Linked DNA regions of Sus scrofa: all the other regions are linked to region 3. A link is a contact called in public Hi-C and HiChIP or PLAC-seq data. All regions are on one chromosome and are shown on one strand. The core of a region is the stretch at or near the end of the contact, and the rest is flanking DNA. Distances in the headings are between cores, read along the strand shown. Region 1 holds the start of RBM6 (RNA-binding protein 6). Region 2 holds the start of CDHR4 (cadherin-related family member 4). Region 3 holds the start of RBM5 (RNA-binding protein 5).

What was found. Hi-C and Micro-C count contacts between places; a contact is called where the count stands out from the background. HiChIP or PLAC-seq counts read pairs in DNA pulled down with a chosen protein or histone mark.
Region 1: a contact with region 3 is called in an H3K27ac HiChIP or PLAC-seq map of alveolar macrophages. The contact joins the promoter of RBM6 here to the promoter of RBM5 in region 3. A contact is called at or near these places in 2 of 5 promoter capture datasets (fetal skeletal muscle and liver), 1 of 47 Hi-C or Micro-C datasets (fetal skeletal muscle) and 2 of 2 datasets of contacts at active chromatin or transcription factors (alveolar macrophages and skeletal muscle).
Region 2: a contact with region 3 is called in a Hi-C map of skeletal muscle, with 5 times the contacts expected there. The contact joins the promoter of CDHR4 here to the promoter of RBM5 in region 3. A contact is called at or near these places in 2 of 5 promoter capture datasets (fetal skeletal muscle and liver), 1 of 47 Hi-C or Micro-C datasets (skeletal muscle) and 2 of 2 datasets of contacts at active chromatin or transcription factors (alveolar macrophages and skeletal muscle).

Annotation. Positions count from the first base shown.
Region 1 is chr13:32,443,643-32,447,763 of Sscrofa11.1, forward strand. It overlaps RBM6 (RNA-binding protein 6), which reads left to right and starts at 1,302. Exons shown (of 22, transcript XM_005669583.3): 1 at 1,302-1,499.
Region 2 is chr13:32,328,273-32,332,007 of Sscrofa11.1, forward strand. It overlaps CDHR4 (cadherin-related family member 4), which reads right to left and starts at 1,258. Exons shown (of 19, transcript XM_003132219.4): 1 at 818-1,258; 2 at 278-462; 3 at 1-153. The coding sequence starts at 866. FAM212A (PAK4-inhibitor INKA1) reads left to right here and starts at 1,600. Exons shown (of 2, transcript XM_003132213.6): 1 at 1,600-2,304; 2 at 3,048-3,735. The coding sequence starts at 2,254. UBA7 (ubiquitin-like modifier-activating enzyme 7) reads right to left here. Exons shown (of 25, transcript XR_306784.3): 25 at 2,264-2,366.
Region 3 is chr13:32,578,062-32,581,926 of Sscrofa11.1, forward strand. It overlaps RBM5 (RNA-binding protein 5), which reads left to right and starts at 1,719. Exons shown (of 25, transcript XM_005669588.3): 1 at 1,719-2,033; 2 at 3,320-3,389. The coding sequence starts at 3,373.

The sequences.
Region 1 (4,121 bases), core at 52-2,551, 130 kb before region 3:
GTTGCCACTGTGACCACAAGGGTAAAAGTCCTTCTGTGCTTGTATTACTGCAGCAGTCTCCTAACCAGCTACCCTGCTTTTTCCTTGTCCACCTTCAGCCAATTCTCCACAAAGCAGCAAGAGTGATCCTGTTTACAGGGAAGCTGTGATATTATTCTGTTCAGAGCCCTTCAAACAGCTTTCCATCTCCCTCCTTACAGAAACAACTCATTTTAGCAGAGACTGCTTATTTCATTTGTTTGGCTTTAGTAACTGCTCCCACTCCCATCTCCACTACAGCAGCAGAGTTTATCAGCTTTGTTCAAGTTCCTATATCTCCAGCACCTGATACAGTGCCTGGCACACAACAGATGCTTCGTACAGTTCTTGACTGAAAGAATGACTTCCAAACAAGATGCCTGAAAAAATGAAAAGGTAACTTAATCCAACAATCTCTTTTCTCTACAGTTAAGTCTTTATTTTAGAATGATTTACAGCTTTTCTTGCGGCAGACTTATTTGACCCTATGATGTTGAATTTAGGCTGAGGGTCCAGTAACAGAGATACCAGGTGGCTGGAACCAGCAAGCATTTTCAACAAAGTAGACAATCCACCTAGAAGCATGGAGCAGCTGGCCATTTGAAAAACATTAGCTGTGAGCTGCAAGATACCTTCTAGTTCCTCTGTGATTTTGCACAAGTCACCACTGGCCATACTGCCCAAGAGCTATCCAGGCCCTGTGGAAACTGAGTGGATTTTCCTTCATAGATACAGCTACTGAAACTTTAACATGGATGATACCCACCTGGTATTCTTGAGCTGGGGATGCCTAACTTGGAAACCCATCAGAAGAAGGGGACGAGCCTCCCTGACTACTGCTTTTCTATCCTATCACTCGCACCTATGCTTGGATCTTGGGCAATAGGACTACACTCCAGGATTAAGAGGATGAGGAGCAAGGCTCCTGTGTGGGCCAAAAGCCCCCGCCCCGGAAGGCTTAGGATGGAGTAGGCTCCCTTCCGTTTCCTTAATACTAACGGAAAATAAGGCGTTTTCAAGGTTGGCAGACCAGGGCCGTATCCGCGTTCTGGCGGGGAGCAAAGCTGGACAAGGCCAACCCACCACAAAATACGCGTGCTGCTCAACTCCAGAGAGCGTAAGGAGACAGCCCGCCGCGGGCTACACTACAAACCATAACCCCCAGCAGCCCCAGTGGACTGGAGGCAGGAAAGCGCGACCTCCCATTGGACACCGGCAAGAGCGTGCCCTTACGCCCCACCCCGCGCAGGCAAGGACACCTCCCCTGCCCCGCCCCCTGCCCCCCGCGCGGGGCACGGCGGGAGTGGAGTCGGCGCGACCAGCAGCTGTACTCCATCTCCCGGCGGGCAGAGCGCTGAAGGCGGCGGCGCCTTTGTGGAGGCAGCGGCCCGGCTCCGAGGAAGTTCCAGTCTCCGCGACGCTGGGTCGGTGGCGGCGGCTGAGGATTAGGAGGAGCGGGCCGCGGAGGCCGCGCTGCCTCGGTAAGGGCTTGGGGCAGTAGAGAGGGCGTGCCAGAGCCTACGGGGAGGGAGCCGGCCTGCCAGGCCGCTCTGGACGTCGCGGGCCCGCGCGGCCTGGAAGCTGCGGCTTCGGTGTCGCGGGGCGGCCGCGGCCTCGCCAGGAAGAAGAGAGCCAAGTGGCGGTGTGGTGAGGGAGGCGCCGCCCACGGGAGGAACGCCCCGGAACGGTCGCGGGCCCGGGGCGGAGCGGCGCGTCGGTAGAATTACCGGTCCTGTCTCGGGGCGGCCAGCTGCGGGGTCTGGGGCAGGCGCGTGGGTCCCGTTCGGTGCTCTCAGTCTGTGGAGCTGCAGGCGGCCCTATCTTTCTCTTTTTCCCTGCTTTTGGAGGAATCCGATCCAGTTTTGAGGCATCGCTCGAGAAGGAGCCTTTCTTGCCCCTAGCACGTAACCTTAACCCTACCTGGATAGACACGAATGGGTTCAGCTAGGCCACAGAGCGCGAGAGTTCGCTGCCCAGCGCGCGGGGCTGTAGAACCTGGAGGCTGGGGAGTGGTCTGGTGGGTCCTGTGCCCGTTGGTCGAATGTGGGAGGAGAGGGGTGTTTTCTCGTATTTACTCTTTAAATTGCTTTTGGCATTGTAAATCCGTTTTTCTGTAAACTTTAGAATTGACGTTGTGCTACTGAGCTCAACTCTGGGTGTGCATTTTTTAGAAAAGGCCTCGTTTTGTAGGGTACATAAACTGTAAGGGTAATTGTGTTTTTGCATATTCCAGGTTTGCATGTGAAGGTCAGAGTTTCGGGATCTAGGTGGAGTTCTGTAGACTGATGCACCTGGTCACCTGATTTATTTTCTGAACTCTGGATTGTGCCCTAGGTTTGTTAGTTTTCAGTTTCCTGTTGAGTAGTGCCACCAGTGTGAATGGTTTAATAATGTAAACATTAGCAAGCTTGTGAGGACTATAGGGAGCAGTATCAAGAACTGATAAGGGTGGGACTGGCAATGTCTAAAGTTAACTAATGATGTGTTACGGTTTTGGTGAAACACAAAAATTGGATCTGAACATTGCCTGACTAACTAGCATCTAACTAGGCACCTAACTTATAGGATAGGTACTAGGTCTCTGTTTCTGCACATCTTTAGCACCCTTCTTTATAGAACTCTGTTATCAGAGTTGGATTTACTTTAGGAGCCTAGTTTTAGTTTTTTTTTTTTTTTTGCTTTTTAGGGCTGCACCTGCTGCATATGGAAGTTCCCAGGCTAGGGGTCCAATCAGCTACAGCTGCCGGCTTACACCATAGCCACAGCAACTTGGGATCCAAACTACATCTGTGATCTACACCACAGCTCACCGAAAGGCTGAATCCCTGACCCACTGAGCAAGGCCAGGGATGGAACCTGCATCCTCATGGATACTAGCAGGATTTGTTTCTGCTGTGCCACAATGGGAACTCCCAGGAGCCTAGTTTTTTGTACTTTCATAGGAGAATTGTCAATGGAGAGGTTACTAAGTGAACTCTCCAGTCTTATTAAGGGTACATGAGCAAGGTTATACTTTTCTGCCAGTGTTTAAATGGATAAACTGATATGTTAATAATCTGATTCAGAGTTGTATTAAGATTAAAGCTCTTGGAAAGTTTTGAAATTTTAAAGATCAAAAATCCTGGACTCTTTTAGCTGTATACCAAGTACTTTGAATTAATTTTTTTTTTTTTTGATCTTTTTGCCATTTCTTGGGCCGCTCCCTCGGCATATGGACGTTCCCAGGCTAGGGGTCGAATTGAAGCTTTAGCCACTGGCCTGCACCAGAGCCACAGCAACGTGGGATCCGAGCCGCGTCTGCGACCTACACCACAGCTCACGGCAACGCCGGATCCTTAACCCACTGAGCAAGGCCAGGAATGGAACCCGATACCTCATGGTTCCTAGTCGGATTCATTAACCACTGAGCCATGACCGGAACTCCCAGAATTAATTTTTTTTTTGTCTCTTCATCTTTTTAGGGCTGCACCCTCGACGAATGGAGGTTCCTAGGCTAGGGATCCAATCGGAGCTGTAGCCGCCAGCCTATACCAGAGCCACAGCAACTCTGGGATCTGAGCCTCCTCTGCAACCCACACCACAGCTCACTGCAATGCTGGATCTCTAACCCACTAAGCGAGGCTAGGGATGGAACCTGAGTCCTCATGGATCCTGGTTGGGTTGTTAACCGCTGAGCCACGATGGTAACTCCTAGAATTAATTCGTCTGCTAGATTTCTAGAGTAGTTGTTCATCTCATTCACTTAGTTACTGGGGTATCTATTGGGTACCTTTTAACCCTGTCACGTTGTGGTACTCAGTAAAACAGAGTGGGTAATTGCAGGAGCTTTGGATAGGGTTTGAACCCCTGGCTCCTCCACTAAATGAATGACATTGGACAAATTACCTAACTTCAAGTTCCTCATATGTAAATTGAGGTTTAGAAATGTCGCTACCTCAGAGTTCATTTGTGGCTCAGCAAGAACCTGATAGCATCCATGAGGATGCAGGTTCCATCCCTGGCCTTGCTCAGTGTGTTAACAATCTGGTGTTGCCACAAGCTGCATAGTATATTACAGATGCAGCTCGGATCTGGGCTGCTCTGGGTTGCTGTGGCTGTGGTAT
Region 2 (3,735 bases), core at 8-2,507, 250 kb before region 3:
AAATCGACCAGCACACTGGATGTGGCCAGGGTCCCGCTGAATATCCACAAAGAGTGGTCCTTCCATCACATGTTTGCCACATGTGAACTTCAGCTGCAGCTCATAGTGGTTCACTGTCAGGGCATCCAGCCGGGCCATGCTGCTCAAGGTCATCTGCAGCAGGTGGGCAGTGCCATATGGGACCTAGGTTCTCCATTCCCCTATACTACCGCTGGCTTAATGAATTTAGTGTCCACCTTTATTTCCCCAATGTCCCCAGCTGTGCCCGTGACCCTACCTTGCCCACATAGATCCCCTGCCACCTGGTGAGGCTGGGTGGGTTGAAGAAGGTGGTGGGTGGCTTCACATGGAGCAACTCCAGGGTGGGTGTGTGTAAAGAGCAGTTGAAGGAGAAAGAGTGAAGGATGGTGCCAGGTCCCTGGCTCTCAGAGACATTTATGAACCAGGGCAGGCAGTGATGATCTGTGAGGAAGAGACAATTCAGGCTGGAGGCTCTCCATGTTCAAGCAACCATATACACAAGCAGAGTCCTTCCCTTCTGCCTTAGGGCCTAGCCACATCTTGGGGACAAGCAGAAGTCTTTCCTTGTCTCTCACATCTAACCACAAGTCAGATCATTTCACAGACTAGGAGTGAGAACTTGGTTGAAGAAGAAGCAAAGATAAGGAATGAGGGCCAGAGGTTCAGATCTTTGTCCTTTCCTGGCTTCCTTCCCCCAGCCCCTGCCCTCCATGGGAGCTTATCTGAAAGGGGTCAGGACTCCACTGTGGAGTGAGGGAGGTGAGAACTAAAGTCCCCCTACCCACCAGCTCCTCACCAGAGACAACCAGAGCAAGAAGAAGCACCAGGGACCTGAGCAGCACCATAGCGGCCTGAAGATACAGACAGCAGAGGAGACTCCAGAAAGACAGACGTGTTTTTCAGGCCTGCCCCGTTGCCAGGTCAGTTGCTCAAACACAGCTGAGCAGGCGGTACTCCTGGGCCTCCAAGATTCTAGCCCCACCCATCCCTGGTGACTGAGTTCTAGACTCTACAGGCATCAAGAGGTCTGGAAATACCCATTTTTTTCACTGCTCCCAATGAATTCCCCAATTTATTACTACAATTTTGAAACAGACGTGAGAGAAGAATCAAGTTTCAGATGGGGAAACTGAGGCTCAAGGAAGTCTTGGTCACACAGTTCTTGGAGACAGAGTAAGCACAGGACCCAGGAAAACTGGGCCCAGGACCTGCTACCCCATAGCGTCTGAACTCTAGCTTCCCCCCCCATTAGAATATCACCTGCCTATAAAATCTGAGCCCAACCATCAACAAAATCTCTCAAAAGCTGTCTACATTCAACAAACAAAAGGTATCCTTGGCAATAGAAGCAAAAATAGTGGTTACTTTGGGGGACATCAACTGGAGGGGGCAAAAAGTGGCCTCCTGCCCTTACTCTCAGTGTGTATGTGGTGCCAAGCAGAGGGAACGTGAGTGTCGCGGCAGGAAGAGCAGATAACCGCGCGCTGCCCACTAGAGGGCAGCCCCGCCTAGCTTCGTACAGACGCGGGGGCTGGGCCTGGGCTCCGGCTGCTACTCCGTGGGGGCGGTGAGGTTCCGCGCTCCCGGAGTCATCCAAAGGGCCGAACCCCTTCCTGACTTCTAAGGACTGTCGAAGCCAGCCCCATGAACAGATTGAGTGGGTCAGGCCCCAAGTGGGCCACAGCACTGTCGGATGCGACTACTGGGGGCGCTCTAGCCGCGTGAGGGCGCAGCCACGGAACCCGCGCGCTGCAGGGGCCCCTGTGGGAGGGACCGCAATTCTAACCCGGGAAAAATGGAGAAGCTGAGGCTACCTCAGGGAAGCGGCTTGTCCTGAGTCTTGCAACGAATTCGGAGTCAGCTCAACCGCCCAGGACTTCGAGGACTCGGAAGCAGGACACTGCCCAGCTCTCGGCCCCTGTTCAGCCCCTCCCCCCCAGGGCTGTTGCGGAGTGGGTAGTGGGCGTCGGGTTTCCCACCCAGCTGGACCCAGGGGGCGGGGCCACATCAGCCCCGTCCCAGCCCCATTGGCTGCGGCGCCAAGGGGCGGGGCGGGGCTGCCAGATGTTGGGGCGGTGGCTGCTGCTGCGGCGGGAGCTACGGAGAGGGAGGAGCCGCTGAGCCTGGCGGAGGGCAAGGGCTCCGCTGGCCGGCCTTCCCGGCCCTCACCGCACCGCTCCTGCTGGAGTTCGAAGAGCAACTGGCAGGCCTGGCGGGGGCTCCGGCACGGGCATGCACAGCACTCGGCTTGACAGCTTTCTTGGCCAGCTCCGCTGGGAACTGGTGAGGCTTGGGAGCGGGTGTGGCTCGCTAAGACGCTTGTGGGGTGCTCGGCTGCAGTCCGGCTGGAACGACACATGGGTGGGGGGCTGTCCCGAGTGCCCATCCAAGGCAGAATGGGGGCGGGGCGGCGCAGATGGCCCACGTCGGGTTTCAGATGGTTGAGAGCTGCGCTGGGCATCAAGTAACAACCACCCAGCTGGCTGTGCTGTGCGCGGCAGAGGAAGTTGGGGGCGGGGGTGGAGGGAGAAACTTATTTGGGGCGGATGGGGGGGGAGGGCTGCGAGGGACTAAAGTGGTGCCGGTGCTGCTGTGAAAGCTTAATCCAGGCTGGCCTGTACCTCTGTCCTCTGCACCCCACCTGGCACGTGGTCTATCCTCTGAAAGACGTTGCGGGCTTTGGGGAGCCAAATCCCTAAAGAGGCATGGAGTGCCCCCCCCAGCCCTGAGCAGTCCTACTTCCCGATGTAGGCCCACAACACTGCCTCCCGCCCCGATGGCGGGTACCAACTTGCCCAGCTCAGCGTGCTGCAGCCTGCCAGACTGCCACCGGGTCCGCCAATGGAAGCCACATGAGCTTCATGTGCCAGCACCCCATGCCGGCCTTGTGCCCACTAGGGGCCTTGCTGCCTAGGCCTGCAGGCCTATCCAGCTCTCCTAGGCCTTCTGTTTTGGCATAGAACTGGCCAGGCAGGCAGGCATGAGAAGCACTGCCCCTCCGACTTCTGCCCTCTCTTCCTCCACAGCTGTGTGGCCGGGACACAGGCTCATCCCCCATGCCTGGCCCCCTTCCACCACCCCCCAAACCCGATCCAGGCGTGCGGCCCAAGCACCGGCTCAGGGTCTCAGATTCAGATGCCTTGGAAGAGGACTCAGTCTGTGGTGTGGAGGAAGAGGAGGAAGACGCTATGGTGACAGGAGACAGGGGTGCAGCCTTGGGAGGCCCCAGGGAGCATGCCCTGGACTGGGACTCTGGATTCTCAGAGGTGTCAGGCAGCACATGGAGAGAGGAAGAGCTGCCCATACTCCAGCACCCAGCACCCCCAGTATGGCCCCCTCATAGACAGCACCTCTCAGCCAGTAGCATTCCCCTGCCCAGTGGGGCTCCTGTGACCAGTGCACCACCTGCCCACCGACCACGGCCCAAGTCCACCCCAGATGCCTGCCTGGAGCACTGGCAAGGGCTGGAAGCTGAGGACTGGACAGCAGCCCTGCTGAGCCGAGGTCGCAGTCGCCAGCCCCTGGTGCTAGGGGACAATTGCTTTGCTGACTTGGTGCACAACTGGATGGAGCTGCCAGAGGCCTCAGGTGAGGGGGATGATGGGGGTGGGCCACGAGCCCGTGCTCGCCCCCCCCAGTTCCTACTTGGTCTCTCAGAACAGCTGAGGCGCCAGCTGGCCAGGGCACGCCGGGCAGCGCTGGCAGGAAAGCGAC
Region 3 (3,865 bases), core at 469-2,968:
GTGGCTCAGATCCCACATGGCTGTGGCTGTGGCTGTGGCCAGGAGCTGTAGCTCCCATTAGACCTCTAGCCTGGGAACTTCCATATGCCACGGGTTTGGCCCTAAAAAGACAAAAAAAAAAAGAAGACCTCTTGGGGTGGGGGGTGGGGAACAGGAGTTCCAGTGTTGTCACTGCTGTGTCTTGGGTCACAGCCCTTGCATGAGTTTGGTCCCTGGCTTGGGAACTTCTGCATGTCAAGTTTGCCCCACCCCTACCTCCCAAAAAGGACAGTGATAGTGGCTTTGACTAGGTGAAGAGTAGTTGAGGCAGGTAGAAGTGGTCAGGTCCAAGATATATTTTAAAGGTACAGTCCACAGGATTTGCTGACCAATTGGGTGCAAGGAAAAAGGAGTCATGGATGACTCTAAGGTTTTTGTCCTGAGTAACTGGAAGCAGGGAATTGCCACTCACAGTCCAGGGAAGGCTGTGAAGGAGACAAGGTTGGTTTTGGCTGTTAACTTCGAGATGCTCTTAGAAAGAAGACCAAGCAGGAGTTCCCGGTGTGGTGCAGTGGTTAATGAATCCAACTAGGAACCATGAGGTTGCAGGTTCCATCCCTGGCCTTGCTCAGTGGGTTAAGAATCTAGTGTTGCAGTGAGCTGTGGTGTAGGTTGCAGATGCGGCTCAGATCCCACGTTGCTGTAGGCGGGTGGCCATAGCTCCTATTAGACCCCTAGCCTGGGAACTGCCATATGCTGCAGGAGCAGCCCTAGAAAAGGAAAAAGACAAAAAAAAAAAGAAAAAGAAAAAGAAAGAAAGAAAAAAGGAAGGCCAAGTAATAACTCTTAAAATAACCCTGGTATATAACTTCCCTGAGCCCTTGCCTTAGACTAATATTAATGGAATGATATTCTGGACTGCCTTCAAGAATAGTCTTCAGGAGTTCCCGTTGTGGTGCAGCGGAAAGGAATCTGATTAGGAACCATGAGATTTCCGGTCCCATCCCTGGCCTAGCTCAGTGGATTAAGGATCCCGAGTTGCCCTGAGCTGAGGCCTAAGTCGCAGAAGCAGCTCAGATCTGGTGTTGCTATTGTAGGCCGGTGGGTACAGCTCTGATTAGACCCCTAGCCTGGGAACCTCCATATGCTGCGGGTGTGGCCCTTTAAAAGACCAAAAAAAAAAAAAAAAAAAAAAAAAAAAAAAAAGTCGTCTTGAATTTCCCGCGGGACTCAGTGGTAATGAACCCAATAGCATCCATGAGGATGCAGGTTCAATCCCTGGCGTTGCTCAGTGGGTTAAGGTCAGCAGGTTAAGCATATGTTGTCGCCTTGAACTGTGATGTAGGTCGCAGACGGGGGCTCGGATCCCACATTGCTGTGGCTGTGGGGTAGACCAGCAGCTGTAGCTCCGACTGGACCCCTAGCCTGGAAATTTCTCTATGATGCAGGGTGGGGTCCTAAAAAAGAAAAAAAAATCTTAATTTCCATAAACCTCAATTTCCTCACTTGTAAATGGGTTTAATACTCACTTCCTAGGTCATTAAAATAAAAATATATTATTTGTAAAGGTTGTGGCCCAATAATCTAATCTACTTTTCAATGATGCAATAGGCAATCAACCTATGTTCCTTCTCTTAAAGCCAGATTAATCGTGATGGTTTACATCCTATCAGTGAAAGCAAACTGTACTCTCTAAGACCTTTGTAGCCAAGGCAAATAATTACTTTGCCTAATAAAGGTGAGAGTTCTGCAAAAGACAGATTGAGGACTTGGCGGTGGTTTTGAAGAAAGAGAAATACGCAGGAAATTGACACTGGGCGTAGTTAAGTGACAGGCTGCCCTAGCGACCACACTTCCCAGCAGCCCTCGCTCAGCCAAAAACCTTCTGGATTGGACTTCTCCTTAGGAGGCGGGGGAGGAGGGGAAGGGATAGGCGCGAGGTACTGTGGGTAGGAGACGGCCTTCGACGGAGGCGCCATTTTGTGAAGCGGTGGACCCTGCTGCAAATCTGGAGCATAAAACCGCTACTGCTGCTACTTCTGTCTTTCTTGGGGGTAAGTGCGGCATCCACCCGTAATGACTGGAAGTTTCTGCTCTTGGGGTAGACTCTGTAGAGCCTTCCTGTCAGCCGCGGGCGGCGGCCCATCAGCCCCAGCCAGATCTCCCGAAGGGCTACCAGAGGCTTTGGAGGGCCGCGCCCCTCCTCGCCACCAGCGTTGTCAACTTTCAGAGGGCGTTCTGCCGCCCAGTTCGAGGCCCGCTTCTTTCGGGCTTTGAGTGTACCCCTACCGGGACGTGTTTCTGACTCCCCAGCTGAACTGAATCGTCGTCTGTTTCGGGTACTTCTCAGGGGCGCCCTGGTAGTCTCCAGCCGCCATCGCCCCGCAGCTTCGGTGAAAGCTGTTAGGTGAAGGCTGATCTTCGGGCTGGGAATCTCTTGGGGGAAGGCGCGTGTGCAGGCAGGAAGAGAAAGCAGGACGCCTGAGTCGGTCTCGCAGGCCGTGGCGCCGCCATCTCAGCCGCGACACCCCACGGAGGTGGGTCCGGGCACTGCCCAGGCGATCAGGGGCTGCATCAGAGATTATACCCAATGCCTTGTTTCTCCCAGATGGTTCTTTTCCATTTATTAATTCAGCAGATGTTCTTTGAACAGGCGCCAGGGACGGCTGTAACTAGTTTCTCGGACCTTACACACATCGAACGCCGTCTAGCTGTGTGATGTTGTATCACTCCCTGTGCGCCGCGGGGCCAGGCTGGCAGCCTCTGGGGTGGTTATTGTTACCTAGGAATTAAGTCATGTCGAGGTTTGCTCTTGTCTGATTGAAACAGCTTTGGACCAGCCGTTGCGTTATAAATGGAGTAGATTTCAGTCAGCTCAGCATCGGGTTTCTGAAAGATTTTAAGTTTTTTATCAGTAATTTTTAAACTTCATTTTGCTCCTTTTATTAATAAAGATACTTTGATTAATGTTTTAACTACCCGGTTGGAGTTGCCTTGATCCAGAACACAGAGAGCTGATTGCAGCTGTGCCCTTTTTGCATTGTAATCCTAGAGTAGGAGCAGGAAATGAATCTTCTGCTTGCATCATTTTATGGGTTTGTTATGAATATGGAATGTGATATTTTAAAGTATATTTAATCTTTTTATGCTCACTGTTAACAAAACTTTAGCTTGATTTTAATGTTGACAGTTTGTTCCCACCTCCCTCCCCACCCCCAACCTTAAATAATTACTGGTAAGGGTTTGATGACATTCCAATCTCAGTAGTGTCCCAGTTTATGGAACAGTTGACTTAAGTAATCTCTCAGATTTGCAGCAACCAATCTTTCTTGTCTCCTAGAAAAAACAAAATTTGAACCTTTTGGAGCAGTGTGCTAGATCTTCAGTAGGACAATGGGTTCAGACAAACGGTAAGTTATTACTGTACATGCCTTTGATCTCAACATTTCAGTAGGGACTGAAATATTTGTTAAAAATTGTTTATCAAACAAATATTTGAGTGTCTTTTGTGTCAGGCATTGCTGTGAGCATTTTCATACTTGCTCTCACAAGCACACAGTTTAATTAGAGATTAAAATACTGAGTGAACTGTGCTGTGACAAAAGAAGTTGAGGGTGCTGTTAGAACACTTAGGGAAAATTTCCTGGAGAAAGTATTCTCAATGGTGATGACTGAAGGGTAACAAAGAACTGGGCAAAGAAGGGCAGGGTGAAGTAGTCACTGAGGGTTCCCAGTGTGGGTAACGGCCAATGGTAGAAGCTAGGAGATCATACATTCTGGCACTTTGCACAGTACCTAGCTGTAGAAAGCAATCAGTGACTGCCAGTTTTCACCTCCATGATAAGATGGTCCAGATTATAGAGCTGAGAAGCTTTGGACCATGGAT